Linked DNA regions of Mus musculus: region 1 is linked to region 2. A link is a contact called in public promoter capture Hi-C data. All regions are on one chromosome and are shown on one strand. The core of a region is the stretch at or near the end of the contact, and the rest is flanking DNA. Distances in the headings are between cores, read along the strand shown.

The links. Promoter capture Hi-C pulls out the DNA fragments that hold promoters and counts their contacts.
Region 1: a contact with region 2 is called in a promoter capture Hi-C map of erythroid cells, with 64 times the contacts expected there. The contact joins the promoter of Zfp182 here to the promoter of Rbm10 in region 2. A contact is called at or near these places in 2 of 39 promoter capture datasets (erythroid cells and second pharyngeal arch cranial neural crest), 1 of 484 Hi-C or Micro-C datasets (CD4 T cells), 5 of 115 datasets of contacts at active chromatin or transcription factors (astrocytes, bone marrow-derived macrophages, effector CD8 T cells and 2 more) and 2 of 9 other capture datasets (adipose tissue and liver).

The regions. Positions count from the first base shown.
Region 1 is chrX:21,060,695-21,063,394 of GRCm38.p6, forward strand. Zfp182 (zinc finger protein 182) reads right to left here and starts at 1,344. Exons shown (of 5, transcript NM_001013387.2): 1 at 1,200-1,344.
Region 2 is chrX:20,616,125-20,618,824 of GRCm38.p6, forward strand. Rbm10 (RNA binding motif protein 10) reads left to right here and starts at 1,379. Exons shown (of 24, transcript NM_145627.3): 1 at 1,379-1,927. Ndufb11 (NADH:ubiquinone oxidoreductase subunit B11) reads right to left here and starts at 1,495. Exons shown (of 3, transcript NM_019435.5): 1 at 936-1,495. The coding sequence starts at 1,136.

The DNA.
Region 1 (2,700 bases), core at 94-2,593, 440 kb after region 2:
GGTTTTTGTTTGCTTGTTTGTTTTTTGTTTTGTTTTGTTTTGAGACAGGATCTCTCTGTGTAGCCCTGGCTGGCTTTTAACTCCCAAGTACTAGAATTAATGGAGTGTGCCACCACATCAGCAGCAACAATTCCTTGTAGTACTGATAGAATCTATTCCTAGGGCTCTGTGCATGCTAAGCCAGTACTATACCACTGAGATACATAGAACAGATTTTAATAATGCCAAACTAAAGCAATCATAGAAAATGTGTAATATGATAATAAATAGAAATTCAGGATGAAATGCTCTATAGTTGTTAAAAAATGTATGGAACTACACACGTATTATCTACATATTTTGTAACTCAAAGTTTAGAAAACTGTTTCAGAAAAATATCTTAAGCCAAATTAAATTTCTAAATAAGATATATAAAACTGCAGGCATACATTTTAAATATATAAATTAAATGTTAACTATTAAGTGATATATAGCTCTTGAATGTCTAAGAATGGACATTTAAATAAGGGAAAATTAGCTCCTATTTTCTTCTCTATTTTCAAGTTAATTCTTTATTTCTTTATTTATTTAGGTTTTTCGAGACAGGGTTTCTCCTAGCTGTCCTGGAACTCACTCTGTAGACCAGGCTGGCTTCGAACTCAGAAATCCACCTGCCTCTGCCTCCCAAGCGCTGGGATTAAAGGCGTGTGCCACCACCGCCCGGCCTCAAGTTAATTCTTAACTCAAATGCTATTTATTACACTCTAAAACATAAGCCTCTACCTATTATTCAAATGGTACCTGTCTATCCCTCCTCAGACCTCCAAATGTCCAAAGGCCGCTAAGGCTCTACAGATGACGTTTTTTGTCTGCTTGTTTTCCTTTTTCTCTCACCTCCCTCACTGGGGCTGTTTAGCTCAGGTGCTGTAAAGAAGTCTTTAAATGCTGATTTAATCCAGCACTCTTCCCCATGATTCCTGCGAGCTGTACACTGGAAGACGGAAACAAGGGGGCGCATCTAAAGAGGGGATCACTGTGCTAGAAAATGTGTAAAAGCTAAAGTTTAGTACGACTCACTTAATCCTAACTAGCCTCATAACTTTGTCCACTATTAAGTCCGCAGACCCCCGTTTACTCATCTCTCAAGCCCCCATCATCCCATCTCCCAGTCTCTCGCATCAATGACATACCCGAACCTCCCTCCACTTAGAACTACCCACCACTCAGCTCGCGACCCCAGTCTAACACAGACCCTCATCTTTACTCAACCAGATTTTTTGCAGGGTGTTGAGTAGACCTTTCCGTAAACGGCCTGGAAAAGCACTTCCGCATCGGACCAACTAGCTGTCTCTGTCGCCTAAACTTAGGACAGCGGTTTGTTCTACGCATGCTCAGGTTTGCCTTTGAGACAGCATCCGCCAATAGTCAACATGGCGCGCAAAGGCGACCAGGCTCAACGCAGGCGCAGAGGGTAGTGGGCCGCGTCGGTGATGTCACCGATTAGGAAAAAAAAAACAAAAAACAAAAAAAACAAACGGCATCCACTGTTTCTTTTATACTCCCGAGTCTCCTGACAAAGCTGGTGTTTGTTTTGCAGAAATTAGCAGTTTCTAAGGACGTCAGGCGCCATTTTTTTTTGATACAGCAGAAAATGGGAGGGTCCAATTAAGAAAATTATTAAAACAAGGACGAATTCCTGTGGTGAATTCAGAGAGTAGCCACAGGGTACAGGTGTAATTAACAAGACAATGCAGGCCTGCGACCTCTTTAAGTGATTTGAATACCAGTTTAGGGAAAAGCCTTGGCTCCATCCTTTTGTCTAGTACTGGGAGTTTGCATTTTAGTATCTAAAGGACCATAAGACAATTCAAACAACAAACTTAAGAATTTACTGCCATAGAGGGCCACACAGTGGGAAAAGTAGTGTTTTAAGTGGTGGCTGACAATGCCTTCACCTTTCCAGAGAAAGCAGTCATTGTGCTGGGAATGAGAAGGTGTGGTTATTGACTACATGGTATAGGACTTTCTAAACCAGAGACAGGGCATCATATTTTATTTATTAAAACAGACGGAGCAACCTAACATTGTATACCGAGCTTAAAATTACATATAAATCTACAAGCAGTTAGTTACCGCCCACTTCACTGCACCCCTGCAGTGTATTCAATAAAAAACTATTCTTTTAAAATGGTGCAGGATAGCCCAAATAAAACCCTCACCTCTTCGTGTTACCCAACAGCTGGCTGGGGGCCTTTTCCCAGACAGGATTAGTGGGCAGGGTAAAAGATTTTCAGTCACTGGTCTTTGGCAATTTTTTTTTTCTCCCTGTTTGGTGGCAAGTGATGGCTGCAGCAGGTGGCAGCACAACCTCGAAATGGCTTAGTTGGGAGTTTTTACCACAGCTTTGTTTTGTTTTGTTGTTTTTCGAGACAGGGTTTTTCTGTGTAGTCCTGGCTGTCCTTCTTGGAACTCACTCTGTAGACTAGGCTGGCCTCGAACTCAGAAATCCGCCTGCCTCTGCCTCCCAAGTGCTGGGATTAAAGGCGAGCGCCACCACTGCCCACGTTTGTACCACAGCTTTTGCTACCACAAAACTTGGAGAACTCAAGAACATCCTGCAACTTGAAGGGGAATATTTTCCCCCAGCTGGCCCAGCCCAGGGACTGCTGTGACTGGTCCTAAAGAGGCAAGAGTCTCAAAAGCTATGATTGATGCTAAAAG
Region 2 (2,700 bases), core at 129-2,628:
TAATTGGCCTCACGTACTTGTTTGGGAGTGCTCACCCTGTCTGTTAAGTTTCATCCTTGGAAAGTGCTATTTATAAAGATTAAAAAAATGTTTGGATATTGGCAATTTCCTATGGGTCCACTTATTCTATAGGACCCTATAATAATTTAAGATCTTCAATCAGATGTTAATGTTGAATATACTAGGCCTTTTCAAAAACACAAACCTCACAATATCCTCAGTAGAGTGGAAATGGCAATAATAAACACCTTCTAATTTGGAGTACTTCTGAAGTAAGTGGTAAGAGCTGCAGTGACCATTCTGACTCATATGAAGCAGGTGTGTTTTTCTTAGCTTTCCTAGTACTTTTCTCACTTTACAAAGAAACCGAGGCACCAAGAGATTAAATTACTTGTCCAAGGTCATACAAGTGAATAATTTTCAACCCAAGATGTCTGACTCCAGAATCTCTGCTCTCCATAAAGCACAGGAATTCAGTCCTGAATGCAAATAATCAGCTCCATGACCTACTCAAGCTGTGATCTTGGGCTAGCAACTTGTGTTTTAGTATCCTCATCTATGTCACTGTAACAGTTACAGTGCCTACTTCAGTAACAGTTATAGTGCCTACTTCAAAATCACGCTACTTTAGAATTGAGATGAGTAAATAGATACAAAGTGTCTAGCACAGCCTGGCATTATGCACGTGTTACCTTAGAGTTTAGTATTACCCTAATTATAAAGTTTCTAACATGCTTTGGGTGCTGCCCTCTTTCAGTGTGATTTCTGACTGCAAATAAGGCAACGAAAGAGAAAAACAAGCTAGGCAAAATTTCTGAATATTCGAAGATTTTGTCCACTGCTCAAATCTCGGGCCGGAGAATGTCCGCTTTGACACTGGTTTCCCTGGTCCAGATTGGCCCCTACAGCGTCCCGTTTTCCCCCCTCCCTCTCACCTTCGCGTAGACGTTTTCGTCCTCGGGTTCTGGGTCCTCCTGCCACTGCATGGTCGGTTCTCGTTGCCGCTTTTTCTCCACACCGGATGGGGCGATTACAGCCCTGGAGGACTCCCAGCGAACGCGAGCAGCCGGGAGCCCTCTCATCGCCCCCGCTGCTGACAGGCAGCGACCATACAAGCTTAACAGTCGGGCCGCCATGACAGCTTGTACTGCGGAGTCCTGGGGGGCGGGGGGGGGGAGGGAGACGGAAATACAATGTGCGCAGCTGCGGTTGATCCCAGCGCGATTTTTGTCGCTCCGCCCTTACCTTGCTAAATAGATCCCCGGCCTAAGTTTGTTTACGAGTTCGGCGAGGTGCGGACTCTATTTTGCCTCCCACGCCGTGTCGCTACCGAATCAACGTTATCATTTCTGTTAGTCTGGGAGAGAGTTGTTTTTGAGAGGTCTGTTCATTTTCTTCGTAAGAAGAAAGCGGTGACATCTAGATGGCCCTGTAGGGAAAGAGGTGGAGCTTCTAGTTGTCTTTCAACTTCAAAGGACAGCAAGCTTCTAAAGAGCGGGCCTCTTAGGGGTAGCCAATAGCTACTCTTTTTTCTGGACTCCTGGGCCGTTCTCACAGGGAATGGGGAGGTAGCATATGCTTGCCAATCAGAGAATGCCAGGGCCAGCCAATGGTGACCGGCAACCAATCGTCAAGGCCGGCCAGAGCGCGCTCCCTTAGTAGGTGGATGGTGGTCGGATCGCCGGCTCTCTTCTCGTCGCCATTTTGTGTTGGTGACTGTGGCCGGCTAGGAGGAGGTGGCACCGAGTTTCCTTGGGAGGGCAACGCGTCGGTCGCGTCTCCCCTCCCCCTTTCCTCCTTTTTGCTCCCAGTCTTGGACTTGGTAGTTGCATGCATTGGCTCCCATTTGAACTAACAGTTCTGAAGGAGGTGGTGGCGGGCGGAGGTGATGCCTGGGAGCCCTCCCTTGACAGCCCGGGCCGAGAAGGTGAGCGCCGTTGCGGGTCGTGGGATCGGAGGTAAAGGAGCTGGGCGCGTGGGAGGGGGAGAGGGCCGGTGTGCATAGAAGAGGCGCGGGGACGGACTGTACCCTCGGAGTTCGCACAGAGCTGAGGGATGCCTGCACAGCCTGCACCTGAAGAGGGGGTATGGTCCCCCACCCCAGCTTTTTTCTTATGAAAGCAAAAGCGCGTGCGCGATTGGGACGCGGGATGGGTGCACGCGGGTTGGGGGAAGGGAGAGACAGATGGGAGTGGGGTACTGTGACTTACTGTATTTGCCCACCGAACTTTTTATCTTTTGAAACGCGCGTGTTTGCGACTTTGCGGGGGGTGTTCTTAGAGGAGGGTTGTGCTGACTGCCCTTGTTACTTAACTATCCACGGGGAAATACTCTGGCTGCGGCCTCTATTCATTTATGTGGTGGGAATGAGGGTGACAAGCGCGGAGAAAGAAAGTGAATATGGTTTTTATCCTTGGGGTCTGTATCTGACCTCTGATCCTTATCAGGAAGCAGGCTTGTTACTGATCGACCCCAACTTAGTTAGTTTGGGGAGGGGGTGCAGAGAATATATATATCCGGCGTTTCTTCTTTTGGGAGTTGTATCTGTAACAGTGAGGTCTATATATTCAAAGGGAAATCCGTTTAATTGTGTCTCTTATAGGTATCCTGTGATCCTGGCCCTTGGCTATTTTGGGGGCTTGTCTGTAACTTTGTTTCTTTTCTGTGCTGTGTATGCAACAAAATTAGACTCATTCTTTT